Linked DNA regions of Mus musculus: region 2 is linked to region 1. A link is a contact called in public HiChIP or PLAC-seq data. All regions are on one chromosome and are shown on one strand. Each heading gives the region's core, a stretch centred on a gene start, on an enhancer-like site or on the middle of the called end of the contact. The rest is flanking DNA. Distances are from core to core; before and after follow the strand shown.

The links. HiChIP or PLAC-seq counts read pairs in DNA pulled down with a chosen protein or histone mark.
Region 2: an H3K27ac HiChIP or PLAC-seq map of embryonic stem cells shows a contact between it and region 1, with 20 read pairs. The contact joins the promoter of Cd320 here to the enhancer-like site in region 1. A contact is called at or near these places in 4 of 39 promoter capture datasets (erythroid cells, liver, pre-B cells and 1 more), 1 of 484 Hi-C or Micro-C datasets (bone marrow-derived macrophages), 6 of 115 datasets of contacts at active chromatin or transcription factors (bone marrow-derived macrophages, embryonic stem cells and stem cell-derived neural progenitor cells) and 3 of 9 other capture datasets (adipose tissue, liver and pancreatic islet).

Annotation. Positions count from the first base shown.
Region 1 is chr17:33,595,757-33,603,453 of GRCm38.p6, reverse strand. It overlaps Myo1f (myosin IF), which reads right to left. Exons shown (of 28, transcript NM_053214.2): 20 at 5,399-5,513; 21 at 5,142-5,311; 22 at 2,258-2,403; 23 at 1,649-1,795; 24 at 1,364-1,512; 25 at 845-928. Among named protein-coding and RNA genes, the nearest start is that of Zfp414, 29 kb to the left of the region's middle. Within about 2 kb of position 3,408, at least 4 of the 459 cell types and tissues checked have an H3K27ac peak or open chromatin away from gene starts, as enhancers often do. A contact at or near this core is called in embryonic stem cells, where this site is marked.
Region 2 is chr17:33,840,026-33,847,722 of GRCm38.p6, reverse strand. Cd320 (CD320 antigen) reads right to left here and starts at 4,632. Exons shown (of 5, transcript NM_019421.3): 1 at 4,432-4,632; 2 at 1,582-1,707; 3 at 1-228. The coding sequence starts at 4,552.

The DNA.
Region 1 (7,697 bases), core at 2,159-4,658:
ACTTTCTTGCATTCTGAGGAACAAATTCAGGCCTCCAAGAGGAATTTGAGGGTTCCTTTCTTCCTCTTCTTTTTCTTCCCCCTCTTCCTTCTTCTCTCTCTTTCTCTCTCTCTCTCCACTCCCTTCCACCTCTCATTCCACCTTTGAGTCAGGGTTTCGCTATGTAGCCCTGGCTCTTTCAGAGATCAACTTGCCTCTGCCTCCTGTGTCCTGTTCACTACACCCAGCTCAGATGTGTGTGTGTGTGTGTGTGTGTGTGTGTGTTTATTTTCAAGACAGGGTGTCATGTAGCCCGGTTGCATCACATTCCCTGTGTAGTTGATACACCTAAATTTATATGGCTTTCTGCATGCTAAGCAAGCATTCTATGACTGGGCTAAAAGTGGTGTGGAAATTTAGATAGCAAATCCAAGCAGGGGTTTGGCAGCAAGAATAAATTTGGTGAGTTGACTAAATAAAACATATTAGGCTAGGGAAGAGGCCGTGACTAGCTAGGGTAGGTTTTTTTTTTTAAGATTTATTTATTTTTATTTTATTTATACTAGTACACTATAGCTATCTTCAGACACACAGGAAGAGGGCATCAGATCCCATTAGAGATGGTTGTGAGCCACCATGTGGTTGGTGGGATTTGAACTCAGGACCTCTGGAAGAGCAGTCTTAACCACTGAGCCATTTCTCCAGCCCTAGGGTAGGTTCTTAAAGGTATTCCCAATTTTGTTTATCCTGCATCTTGTAGTATATAAGAGAGCTATGGTGAGGTGAGATACTATTCTTGTTAGCTTCTTAAGTCCACAGCAGACAAAGGAAGTCACCAAGAGAGGTAAGGAGATACAATCCTTACCTCTGGGAGGCCCAGGGGCTGCTCGAGTGGGAGCCTGCGCTGACCTTCGAGGTCTACCCTGGGCTAACCCCTTCCGTGTAGGCTCTGAAAGAAGAAGAAATCAGATATAGGTTTGAATTGTGGCCCGGCCAGACTAGGTTCTTGGCCTAGTGCCTCCAACACTCCTCCACATTGGTTCAGCTTGAGACCACGGCCCTGTCCACGCTCATCGGTTCTTCTACGTTAGTTGCTGGTGGGGATTAATATCTATTTTTTGAGCTCTCCCACTCCAGGACACGCTCCACCGTCTGTTGACAGCTTTGTGTTGATTTTATGGGCATGCCTCTCCACGTTTCTCTTTCTCTTATTGGCAATTTCTCTAAAGCGAGATGTCTTCCTCTATACCTTGACTCTAGAGGCCCCACCTCTCTAGACTAGCCTAGTTAGCTGGCTCCGCCCCCACAAAGTTGATTGGTCTTCAGTGAACCATGGCCCAGGCCCCTTCCCCATGATGCCCAGTTCTGGTTCCAGCTGACTTACTGGTGCTCTTAGGCAATCCGTCCCCAATGCTGATAGTGAGAGCTCGACCCCCAGCCTTGAGCACAGCCAAGTCACTTGTCCCGCGAGAGAAGGTGACATTTCGGGTACTACCTCCGCCCCAGCCTTCTTTCTTCACCCGGAACTGTAGTCTAGGGGAGAGAAAGGAGTTTGGGGGTCCCTCTTCCACACCCTACTGGTGCCCGGGACCCTGCAGTAGGTAGGGTGTACGGCCCATAGGTCGGGCGGAGGATGGTGCCCAAGCTGGCTATGGATTGAGGGGCGTACAGGTCACTGAAGGTGAGGGGAAGGGGCCTGCGCGCTGCCTCTTCAAAACGCTTGCACAGAAGGCTGACAAACTCGGTCTTGAAGATACTTTCTAAGAAGCTGTCCGCAGCCTCTTCTTGAAGGATGAAGAAGTCATCCTGTCGGGTGCTGGGAAAAAAGTAAGAGAGCATGAAATGAGGGTGTAGGAAGACATGATGTGTAGGGTCCAATCTATGAAGATCAAGCTGGGGGAAGGGAGAAGGAGGAGCCTGGGAAGGTGGTAACTGAGAATGACCAGAGGTCAGGTAGGAAGAGGGACAGAAATTGTCTCCACACAAAGATCATGAAAGTAGGGCAGGACCTGAGTTGCATTCTCTGGGACCCACTTGGTGGAATGCCTTTGCACAGACCTCCACTCATGTGCTGTGATGTGTGCCCCTTCCCCCAAATAAAATGTAATCAAATAGTTTGTTGAAGATCATGAAAGTAGAGGCAAGTGAATGTGGCAGGTAGCAGCAAGACAGCTATAGGTATAATAGCACCTAAAGTTACCATGGTAACAAGCAAGGAGGCAGCCCAGGAACACCTGACAGGTGGGTTACCACAGGACAGGTGGCTACTTGGCCTTACCTGAGAGACACCCCTCGGAGGGCCTGGATATCCAGTTTCTTCTTCAGGACTTCACGCACTAGACCCTTCTCTGGTCCCCTTTTCACCTTCTCTCTCCCAATCACATACACACACTTTGGGGTCAGGATCAAGTCCCGTTTGATAGGCTGCAGGAAGACAAAGCCAGAAGCTGATGGGTGGTCCCCAGGGGATGGGCAGCCTGGCCAGAGGATCAACCCTAGACAAGGGTGGAGCTTTCAGGGCAAGTGACTGGGAAATCTCTTTGTGTGTGAGTTGCTAAATCATGTAAGAAATAGAGTAAAGGTGAGGTTATATTGTTTAGAAAATGTATGTCAGGGCTAGTTGACAGGTAGAAGATAAAAGAAATACCTGATAGCTGTGTGTGTGTGTGTGTGTGTGTGTGTGTGTGTGTGTGTGTGTGTGTGTGTGTTGTGGAATGCTGTCTTCTGGGTATGACATGGCTGTTGCCCTCTGCAGCCAAATTTACCCTCAAGAGACTTGCACAAGATTGGGCCTACTAACTTTTGATTTCGGGCGAGGGACTCATGTGGCCCTGTCTTTCCTTGAAGATCTCTAGGCAGTTAATGGTTTGTGTGGGAGAATGGGAGGTATTTTTCTCCAGCTTATTTTAAGTTGCCAGTGCTTCTGTAAGTAACTAATCTCTGATCCACGTCTCTGGAAATAACCCAGAATAAACTTGTCCTGTCTCTGAGCTACACTTTGACGGAATCATTTCTTCGCTCTATCGTTAGTGTCCTATTTGGAGTAAAGAGACATTTTGTTAGTCTCTCTAGGAAAAGTTCACAAAACTGTATGCATGTGTATACATCTGTGCTGGGGATGGAAGCCTTGCATGCTAAGCATAAGAGGCCAAATCTACTCCATCTTGGTATCAGCCTCCATCTTAAAGAAAAAAAAAAAAAAAGCCTGAGAACTTGAACTGCAGCTGAACCCGAGCCGCACCCAACTACCAGAAAGGACTCCTTGGCTTCTCCTTAGCCCATACCGCAGATTTACTCCCTAGATACTTCCTAGCAACAGTTAATCAAAGATTAGTCTGATTGTTTCAGATGGACTTGCAGACTGGTTGTGACTAGATGTGGTCTTGCTTTAGATTGCCCACCTGTCAGCTTATTGTCATTCTATTAGATGCTTGCCAGGCTGGGTACCCCTCACTTGTTCCCATTTCCTAAAATAGATTGTCCTGCTGAGGGTTCAGGCTGCTCCGCCTTCCTGTTCTGATGTGTCAGGATTGGGCTGGAGGAGAGCCCAAGCCTGAGCTTGTAATAAAGAGACCCTGATTCGATTGCATTGGAAACAGCTCCCTGGTGGTTTTTTGGGATTCACAATGCTTCCTAGCAGACCCAAGCACACACTGAGCCACACGCCCTCAGCTCAGCTTTTGTAAAGGTATGGATTGAGGTCAGGTACTGGTGGCATACACTTTACATCTCAGTACTTTAGAGGAACCCTATCTTGGGGGAAGTGTGTGTGTGTGGGGGGGGAGAATATTGATGGCTTGAGTGATTGAATGCACATCACAGAGGCAGGTAAGAGCATATTGCCCAGTCTTTTGTGGTGGCACACACTTGTAATCTCAGGCCTTGGGAGGTTAGGGGTGGCACACACTTGTAATCTCAGGCCTTGGGAGGTTAGGGGTGGCACACACTTGTAATCTCAGGCCTTGGGAGGTTAGGGGTGGCACACACTTGTAATCTCGGGTGGGGCTTGGGAGGTTAGGGGAGGAGGATTGTTCATTTTAGGCCAGCCTTGGCTCAAAGGAATGAATAAAAGAAAAGACATGGTCACAAGTAAGGGGCATATGTGTATATGAACCACATGAATCTATGAGTTGTATAGGAAGGTGGGGTATGACGGTTAGTTATATTTTATTTTTACAGTTATTTATTTTGTGTGTATCTGTAGACATGGCATGGAGGTCAGAGAACAGCCTGTGGAAGTTGGTTCTTTCCCTCTACCAACTGGGTTCTAGGGATTGAACTCAGGTCTTCAGGGTTGTGAGCAAGCACCTTGACCTGCTGTGCCTGCCATCTTCCCATCTCATCTCATATATACATCCATACAACTGCATGTCTATAAGGGATTTTCTAGATTATGTTAATTGGTCATGACTATTAATGATTTCTGGAACAGTCAGGCGTGCACTTGTGAACAAGGCTTCCTTGACCTGGTTAGAGTGTTTATATAGACAGGGGCTTCAGAGTCAAGTTAAGGTACAATGGACATGTGTGTCTAAGCCAGGTGAGGGAAGTGGTCCTGGGGAATAGGGCTTCTGGATCAGGTGACTATGTCATAGTAGAGACATCTGGTAAAATGAGGGTGCATCTGATGTAGGTCTGTCTGGGTTACACAAGGACAGGCCTGAATGACAGCTCTATTACCGGCTGTGGGTGTGGGGCTGGGTGTGACAGTGCAGCGTGAGATGTTTCCTTTTCCTCCACCCAGGGTTGCATATAGCTCAGGCTGACCCAGAGCTCACTCTATAGTAGAGGATGGCCATGAAATCCTGATCTCCCTCCCCTCCCCCAAGAGCTGGGATTGTAGACATTAGCTACCATGCCTCGTTTATGTAGCACTGGGAATGGAACACAGGGTGCATGCTAAGCAAGCGCTCTGCCAATTCCGCTACAGCTGCATGAGGTCCTGTTTGATGGACACCAGTATCTACCACAGTGGAGGTTTTCCTTGTGGATAGGCGTGTCTGGGCCTGGTGGGGGCATGTCTGCGAGAGAGGATGACTGGAGGCTAGGTGAGCACACTTATGTGGAAAGGTGCATCTGGGTCCCATGGGTTACGGTATGCTTCTGGTGTGCTTCCTCAGCAGAGGCACAGCCTCAGATGCAAACACCCACCCAGGTCTCACCTTGAAGCGGCGGTCATACTTGGTGACTGAGTCGGCAAAGTCCACTCGTTCCCTTTTAGCCAGGAACTGGCGCAGCTCAGGCCGCTCCTCCAGTCCCAGATAGTCCCCAACGAAGTTACGGTTGATGCTGTTTCGCCTTCGTTCCTTCTTGTTCAGTAGGATGTTAGAAGCTGAGCGGACATGTGTGTAGTTAAAAGTCATGGCCTCTCCTTAATCCTCTTGCCCCCAGACTGAGCCTCCTAATGAAGGCCCCTCACCTTCTTCCCGCATCTCTTCATACTTTCGGACTGCTACATGGCGCCGCCAGGCTTTCTGGATAGTGCGAGCGAAGCCGTCAAACTTCCTCTCTCGCATCTCTTCCAGGAGGAAAAGCTGGACAGGAGGGAGGGAGAGTGGCGAGTGGCATCTCTCAAGTCCCTGACTTCTCATGGACCCTCCTGGATAGCCTCACTCTTGCTATGCAGTTGAGGATAACCTTGAACTCCTGATCCTTCTGCCTCTCCCTAAGTGCTGGGATGATAGGCATGCACCATTACATCTGGTTTATGGGCTGCTAAAAGGAACCCAGGGCTTTGTGTGTACTAGGCAAGCACTCTATCAAATGAGCAACATTCTCAACATCCAAAATAGTTTTTGTTTTCTCTTCATGACTGCACCCACAAGTTCTTCCCATTTAGGGAATTGAAGAGATGGTTCAGTGATTAAGAACACTGGCTACTTTTCCAGAGGCCCTGGGTTGGTTTGGTTCCTAGCACCCACATGGTGGCTTACAACTCTCTGTAACTCCAGTTTCAGGGGTCTGATGCCCTCTTCTGGCTGCCACAGGTACTTCATGCACATGGAATACAGACATATAGGCAGGTAAAACACCCATACACATAAAAGAAGTAAAATATTTACAAAATTTATTTGTTTATTTGCTTATTTATTTGAGACAGATTCTCTCCACATGACCCTGGCTGTCTTGGAAATTACAGTGTAGACCAGGCTGGCCTTAAACTCACAGAGAGATCCTCTTCTGCCTCTGAGAGGTGGCATTAAAGGGATGTACCAGAACACGTGGTTGGTACGCACCTTTAATCCAGCATTCAGGGGGATCTTTGAGTTTGAGGCCAGCCTGATATATGTAGAAAATTCCAGGCTAGCCAGGGCTACATAGTGAGACCTCATCAAAAACAAAACTCTCAACAAATAATTCCGTTTCCCCCATCCCCATTCTAATAAAAACTGACCACTAACTTGTCATGTGTTAATAGTTCTCACTTAGTAAAGTTTCCCAAAATTCAAGTCTGCACACTAAAAATTTTGTCATAATACATTTTTTTAAAAAAGATTTATTTATTTATTATATGTGAGTACACTGTAGCTGTCTTCAGACACTCCAGAAGAGGGCATCGGACCTCATAACAGATGGTTGTGAGCCACCATGTGGTTGCTTGGATTTGAACCCAGGATCTTCAGAAGAGCAGTCAGTGCTCTTAACCACTGAGCCATCTCTCCAGTCCCCCACAAATAAATTTTTTGAGACAGGGTCTCTTACTAAACTGGTCTGGAACTGGTCCCAATACCTCAGCCTCCTAAGTGTTGGCATATAGCGATAAGCTACTATAGCCAACCTCAAATTTTAATTTTTCTTATATAGCTTTACCAGAGGGACTGGGATGTACCTCGGTTGGCAGGGTGTTTGCTTAGTATTCACAAAGTCTGGGCTCCACCCCCAGAACTACCAAAACCCGTGGCTGTGATGCACCAGGTATGAGGTGGTGATAGGAGGAACCAAAGTTTAAAGATGCACAGTGAGGTGGAGGCCAGCCAGGGTTTCATGGGACTCTGTCTTCAGAAAAAGAAGGCTTTGGCCTAGCTCTTTTTATTCTATGTATTTTTTCTACCGTGTGTCAATTTTTGGAGGATTAATTTCTTGTGGGAATTTTGCCTGCAATAATTAGGAAGCTGGGATTCTCTTCCCCATCCTCTCATTCTCTTTCCTCCCCCCATTTGCCCCCTCCTGTGTCCTGTCTTACATGTTACAACTAAGTTTTCCTAGGCACAGTTTTACACATTTGCACCTTTGTTCTTTGATAACCCTTTACTTCTCCCACCTTCTTCCCCTCCTCTCTACTCAGCCTTTCCCTTCCTTCCCAAGGTCTCATTCTGTAGCATAGCATGGTCTGGAACTCACAGGGCTGGAGACTCCTGCTTCAGCTGCTAGTGCTTGCATTGTAGGTAAAAAATTTTTTATTGGATATTTCATTTATTAACATTTTAAACTTTATCCCCTTTCCCCATTTCCTCTTCGCAAACCCCAATCCTATTCCCACTCCCCCTGCTTCTGTGAGGGTGCTCCCCCACCCACCTACACACTATCGCCTCCCTGCCCTGGTATTCCCCTACACTGGAGCATCGAGCCTTCACAGGACCAATGGCCTTTCCTCCCATTGATGCCGGACAAGGTCATTCTGCTACTGGAGGCCATATGCAGCTGGAGCCATGGGTTGCTCCATGTGTCTTTGGTTGGTGGTTTAGTCCCTGGGAGCTCTGGGGTGTCCGGTTGGTTGA
Region 2 (7,697 bases), core at 3,383-5,882, 240 kb before region 1:
AGCTGAGCTCATCACTGGAGTCAAGACAGTCTGGGTGGCCATCACAGCGCCACGTGTGTGGAATACAGACATCATCCAGTATGCAATGCAGCTCACTCTCCTGACAGGGTGGGCGGCTGCAGTTGAGGTTCTTGTCAGAGACATCAGAGCAACCACTGATGTTGTCACAGGAGCAAGGAAGGGCAGACTGTGGTTGGCACTGCCCATTCTGAGCACATGACTCAATCCCTGAAACATAGAGTCAATCAGATTCAAAACATCCATGCAAGAAAATGCAGTATGCCAGGCACGGTGGTGCACACCTTTAATCCCAGCACTTGGAAGAGGAGGCCAGCCTAGTCTACATAGTGAGTTCTTTTTTTTTTTTTTTTTTTTTTTTTTTTTTTTTTTTTTTGGTTTTTCGAGACAGGGTTTCTCTGTATAGCCCTGGCTGTCCTGGAACTCACTTTGTAGACCAGGCTGGCCTCGAACTCAGAAATCCGCCTGCCTCTGCCTCCCGAGTGCTGGGATTAAAGGCGTGCGCCACCACGCCCCGGCTTACATAGTGAGTTCTAAGACAGCTATCAATATGTAAAGAAACCCTAACTCACTCTCTCTCTCTCTCTCTTTCTCTCTCTCTCTCTCTCATACACACACACACACACACACACACACACACACACACACACTCACACAAAGAAGAAATCCCAGTGCTCTGGTTACCCAATCCGCTCTAAATCCTAACTTCTTCCACAAGTAGCAAACTAAACTAAAAACTAAAAGCATCTCGTTCCTTTAGCTACTTTAATCCCAGCACTTGGGAGGCAAAGGCAGATAGATCTCTGTGAGTATGAAGCCAGCCTGATCGACATAGAGACTTTCAGGCCATCCTGGGACATACAAAATAAATGTATGAAAGCAGCTTCCTCAGAGCTGAGGAGATAACTCAGAGGGCAAAGTGCTTGTAGTACAAACATGTTGAATGAGTTTGATCCCCAGTACCTAGTAAAGGCCAGGTGCAGCAGGGCACATCTCTAACCACAAGGCTAAGAGTACACATGGCTGGATCTTGGGGCTCCCTGGAACAAACCATTCTAGCTGATTCTCTCCACTCTCCCCACACTAAATCCAAAGGCGCGTGCTGGGGGATTGTCAATTTTAGTGAAAGATGGTCTCAAAAGTAAGGTGGAGAGCAACAAAGGACACCACCAGTGTCAAGCTCCAGCCCTACATACACACAGACATGCTGGCAAACACTCCTGCACACACTTGTACCCAGACACACACTAAGTAAAATAAAGAAGTCTGTGTGTAAAGGCTTGCCCTATGGGAAGTCTCTGTGCAACACCTGTCAACTCCACCTACTAAGCCCTCGGCTTCCCATCAGGCTCCTCCTTTACCTGCTCACCCTCCCCGTACGCCTGCCTACCTATGTCTCTAGAGCGCTGGGTATAAAGCAATCCCAACAGTCCAGACCCACAGACTCCACCTTGCCCTGCTTATCCAGCCCTACAACCAGTCTTTTCCTAATCCCCTAATCTCCATGCCTGGCAGCAGTGTAAACACCCATCCTCAAGCCCCTCTCCAGGAATGGCCACTTACTACAGTCTTCCTCGTCACTGCCATCAGAGCAGTCCTGGTCCCCATCACAGCGCCAGGAAAGGGGCACACAATAGCCACTGGTAAGACACTGGAAGGTGTCTGTCGGGCAGGAGTCAGCTCTAGAGCCTGAGAAATGAACATAAATGAGGCCTTGGGAGGGTTGGGGGATCCAAATCTAGAATATCTTTCAAGAGGACAGTTATGAGCTGCAATCAGCTAGAGATAAGCGATGTAAAGAAAGGGTAAAGAAACTATATTGATAGCCACCCTCTACAGAGCCCTGGGTTTGGGGCCCTGGAAGTTCATGAATGCTGCTAGGCTCCAGTCTTCTGAAACACTATGACCACACAGAGCTGGTGACAAAAGTCGGGACTCAAACCCAGGTCTTACTGACCCTTGACACTATTAGGCTCCAAATGCTCCAAATGGCCACAAAGTCTACATTGGAGACCACCAAGCTCCATAGTTTAAACGGGCTCGGAGAAGAGCCGTTCCCCAACATGCTCTGCAAGAGACTCATGATCAAGGTCAGGGGGACCTAGTCTAACCCACCTGCTTAGCAAAGGGGAAACTGAGAGCCTGGGTAGTAAATCTGCTCAAAAGCCAGGCATGGTATTATATGTATGCAGGAGGTTGGAGGCAGAAGGACTCTGTGTTCCAGGCCAGTTAGGGTTATATAGGAAGACCTTGACTTAAAGCATGGTGATCATGTGTACTCGCCAAGACCTATTCCCTCATCTCCCAAGTTCTTCCCAGGTGAAAACACTCAGCTTGACCTAAATATGTCACCTCTGAACTAGACCCCTAGTACCGAATCTCCACCAGGCCAGAATATCACACTCTTATCTACTCTGATCACCCACTATCCCACGGGACCCAGGTCCTCTCACATCCAAGGCTAAATCCTTCCCTTCTCCATCAAACCCCTCTATCCTGGCCTCCTCCTCGTAGTTTATCTAAGAGACTTGACTCGCTTTCATCACAGGGCCTTTGCACGTGCCTTCCACAACCCAAGGGCCCTTCTTCCACTCTGTATTCAGAGGAAGAGGAGTCTAGACCGTTTTGCACATCAAGCAAACATTCTACCATTGAGCTATATACCCCAGCCACAGCCCACCTTGTCCTTCCACTCTATAGGTGTGATTCTTCTTCAGCTTTCAGATCTTAGTTTATATCTTGGGCAGTGTCTCATGTTCCCCAGGAAGCTCTGCCTCCCACAAACAACAGTCCCTAACTAGTAACATCCATATTCCTATTGACTGAACACTCTCAGTGAAAGTCAGGGACGTGGCCTCATGGCCATGTCTAGTGCCTGACAGTGTGTGAACAAGTCATGTGAGGGTCCACATTGACCCAGATAAAACCTAAGCCTTTCCAGGGAAGCCGGGGCTGTTTGCTGATCAAGAGGGGCAGGCAGTGAAGAGACCTGGTACTTGGGCCAGCAGGAAGGAATGAACAAAGACAGGAGGGAGCCTTTAGAGCTTCCTACCTCACACACAGAGCCAGAGCCTCCAAGACCCCTCCCTCCCTCTCCTTGTAGTCAAACGCAATTATACCTGCATACCACACAGTTCAGAAGCTCCAGAGAGCTGAAGAACTGAATACAAGCCCTGGCCACCACCCCTTCCTGCCCAGCATAGCCTCCTCTCCATGCCTAACAACTCACAGTCCTGCCAACTCAGACCTTCTCTTCCTGACTCTGTATTTTCTTGGAATGGGCCCAGAGCAGAGCAGACCCTATACCTCTTGGGGGCAATTAATCAGACAGGAGTCAGGATGACCCATGATTCCTCCTCCCAGTCTATGTCCTCATCTGTAAAAGAGGAATACTAAGGCCAGACTTAATGTTGCTCAATAGTAAGTCCAGCTCCTGGGATGCTGGAACAAGAAGACTGCTTGGAGCTACAAAACAGCCGAAAGTGGGAGGAGGGGTAGTTTATGGGTACAGATCCATAAACAGCCAAATACAATGGTCCATACCTAATAATCCCTGTGCTGGGGAGCCTAAGGCACAAGTTGAAAACAGCAGTCCAGCCTGTGTTATATAGTAAGTCCCTGTCTCAAAAAAAGGGGAACTAGTGCCTGCCTTTAATCCCAGTACTTGGGAGGTGGATCTCTAGGAGTTCAAGCCCAGCCTAGTCTATATAGCAAGTTGCAGACAGCCAGAGCTATAAAGTGAGACCCTGTTTGGAAAAAAAAAAAAAAAATCAAAACATAATAAAAACCTAAAAACAGAAACAAAAACAAACAAACCAAAAAAACCTTGAAACAGTTAAGACCTATTCTCATACAGAGTGGATGGTCAGTAGTGGCCAGTGGTCACAATCGGGCCTCCTCGTCCTGCCCGGGACAGGTTCCTGGCCAAGATTGGGGTTCACAGGGGAAATACACTCCAGGGCTCTTCCTTCCATTCTCTGAGGCAGGAATACAAGGAAAAACTGAAGCTCTGGGTGCTGAAAGAACAGCCACAGAACTGCAGCCTCAGGGCTGAAGGTTTCGGGAAGGCATACCTGCTGCAAGAAGGTACCGGGTGACCAGCCCTGCGTGGTGAGAGGTCAAAATCAGAAACAAAAGCCTTCCAGCCCACATTGAGCTGAAGGACGGCTTGGAGGTGACTTAGGGACAGCGCAGGAATAAGGGAGGAAGCTGAGCAGAACACAGGAGAAGGCACCCATGTGGCGGTCCCCTCTGCACGCACAGAGGGCCGATTCTCTCCACTCTACCCACGCTAAAGCCAAACACGCGTGCTGGGGGAGTGTCAACGACCGATGGGCGGCGCAGCCAATAGTGAGGCGATGCCAGCGCGTGGAGGCGGGATCAAAAGCGGTGTAGAAACGGGGGTTCACTCACCGGAGACTTGGACCCGGGTATGGGCCGGAGCCGGAGCGGCCTCTAGGCCTGTTCTGAGACCAAAGAGGAGCCGCAGCACCAGGCCCAGGGCCACTGCCCGCCCAGCTCCGCCCCGCGCCATCCAACAGCTAGCCGAACTGCTCCGCTCCAGCCGCAGCCGCTCAGTCAGAAGGACGCGCTGATTCTCGCGCACGCGCACACAAAGGCAGGGGGGAGTGGCGCAAGCAAGCCTGCGACCGTAAGTACCCGAATACAAGGGTACTTTGATTTTAGGGCTCCTCCTGGCTTCTTCCTAGCAGTAAAACCTAATGTGTTTGGTGACCTAGGCCTGTAACTCCCAGATATTCTACAGGCTGAGGAAGAACAAAGCCAACCTAGGCTATTAAAGGAGACCCTACCTCAGAATAAAAAACAGGAATTCGGGGAGTAGTTCAGTAGTAGAGCACTTGCCTAGTAGTATTCAGGAGGCTCTAGGTTTAATCCCCAGTTCCATGAAAATAACCACATTAACTTGAAATAATAAACTTCTGCTGAACAGTGGTGGTGTACGCCTTAAATCCCAGCACTTGGGAGGCAAAGACAGGCAGATTTCTGAGTTCCAGGCCAGCCTGGTCTACCGAGTAAGTTCCAGGACACCGGGGGCTACAAAGAGAAACCCTGTCTCAAAAAACCAAAAATAAAAATAAACCTTCTAGGGATATAAATGAACTTAGCAATTTTGACCTAAACTTCACATGTAGCCTACTGCAAATATCACTGCCCAATGGTCCCAATGAATATGGCAGCCACACCCTGTGAACACTCCCCAGCAGGTCCCTCCTTTGTGCCACCTAAGGATTTTACTTATTTTAGCTTTATTGTCTTGATTGCCCCCTAGAATGCCAGCTGCAGGCGAACCAGGATGTTGGTTTCCTTTGATGAATGGCGAAAATAGTGAGGGAATGATGGAATGATCAAATGAGTGAACAGTTACTGGCTTCGAACCTGGACTGACCATCTCCTTGGTTCCCATCCCAACCTCATTAACTTCTAGTTCTCACACACTTGAGAAACATTTATTCTAACATGGGCCTGGTAGATTGATACTACAATTGTATTAATTGTAATTGATACAGATTGGCAGCCTTGGGTTTTCTCATCCCACTTCCACAGTTGAATGCATTGAGTCAGCTTATCCAATGTGGCTAGTGATGTTGTGGTTTCTGCTGGTCTGAGGTAACCCAAGCTGGCCTGAAACTAGTGATCCTCTCTCTTGCTTTGGCCTCCGAAGTATTGGGGATATAGTCATGTACCAGCTTAGTGTTTTATTCTTCACATTACGTTTTCCATAGCTCTACCTTAAGATTCCACGACACTGGCCGGGCGTGGAGGCGCATGCCTTTAATCCCAGCACTCGGGAGGCAGAGGCAGGTGGATTTCTGAGTTCAAGGCCAGCCTGGTCTACAAAGTGAGTTCCAGGACAGCAGGGCTACACAGAGAAACCCTGTCTCGAAAAACCAAAAAGAAAAAAAAAAAAAAAAAAAAAAAAAGAATCTATGACACTACCTCCCAACAAGGCTGGAAGGCAAGTCACTAACCTTCAAATGGCTAAGTTTCCCAGAATGTAGACCAGAAGGCTACATAGAAGTCCAGACTTTCACACAAATGGTGCTGCTTGTGGATGGATGGCCTCTCTACCACCGTAAATGTTAGAGGTTATGACTACTTTTGGAGTGTACTGTGTAAGCCTCACCAATTTCTGGAGAAGGCAATGGTATTCAGGCAGAGAGGGATGCAGACAGAGGTAAGTAAGACAGCCCAGGGGAGGGTGGGGATCATCCTACATTTTTTTTTCCTCTTTTTTTTTTTTTATTATGTATTTTCCTCAATTACATTTCCAATGCTATCCCAAAAGTCCCCCCCTCCCCCCACCCATTCCCATTTTTTTTTTAAATTAGGTATTTTCCTCGTTTACATTTTCAATGCTATCCCAAAGGTCCCCCATACCCACCCCCCAGATCATCCTACTTTTGAGGATCAGGATCTTGGTAGGGTGCTACCTGCCCCTGGGACACGGCCATCAGGCATAGGCCTCCATGAGTGCAGAGCTTAAGGCTTGTTTGTATAACTATGTATATTACATTCCTCCTTCAAGGAATGTCCTCCCTGTTAAAGTTAATAACTCCATGATAATCAGAGACAGCAAGAGTGCAGGAGGCCAAGGTGTGGCTAATGTCTCAGCAAAATGGTAAACATTAGGATCTTAGGAACAGCTTAGGCCTGTGAGAAAGAACTTTAAAAAAAGAGTTCAAAAATATTTAATTTCTCAAAAAATAAGGATGCAATATGAATTATATGAGCTTCACTAATCTAAAGGAACAAAAGCAGTTGTGCTGGGAGCCGACTTGTCAGAAAGATACTCGGGAGATAAAGAGACGTGGGGAGTGGTGATCAAAGGATAGCCCACCCAGCTAAGTTTGTTTGTTTGTTTGTTTATGCTTACAAAAGCAGACATTTGAGTTCAGGGTTGGCCTGGGACAGAGCAAGTTTTTGGCCCAGGCATGGAAGAAATATTATTTCGGGATGGGGTCCCACCCAGCTAGCTTATGGTCTATGTTTAACAGTAGCAGGCATCTTCTGAATTCTTTTGCAATGTTTAAAAAAAAAAGGGTGTGCTTACTGTCTTCTAAGAATTAAGGGGCTGGGGTCACAAGATGCTGATTCATAGGATAATCAAAAGGGATCCTGGAATACATGACTAGATTGACATGTAAAATAAAAGACTGGGTTCATGATCTGCATGAGATACTCAGAGAATTTTTTTTTGAATAGCAAGAGAGAAGTGCTTGGAGAACTGGCATAAGCAGAACATAGAGAGAGAGCAGCTGTCTGGAGACCTCCAGAGAGAGCAGAACTTACAGAAAGCACTCTAGAGAGCTGTCTCAAGCAAAACATAGGTCCTCAGCTTAGACCCACAATTTGTTCTCACCTCCCAGACAACTCTTCTCTCAGAACCCCTTTCCAAGACAAGGCTGGTCCTTGGTGGTGGGGGAAGGTATCTGGGCAGACCCTAGATTTACACAGAGCAATGCAATCCACTCCCCAACTGCCTAGAATTCACCAGCTCTCAATGAGCCCGAGAGAGTGCACTGTCTGTTCAAGATGACCTCCCAGAATTGCTCAGAGAACTGCCAAAACAGAGATAAAGAGGTGAGCCCACACACGAAAGCAAACACCTATAATCTCTTCAGCTGAGGCTGAAGGACTTCATTAACTTCAAGGTCAGC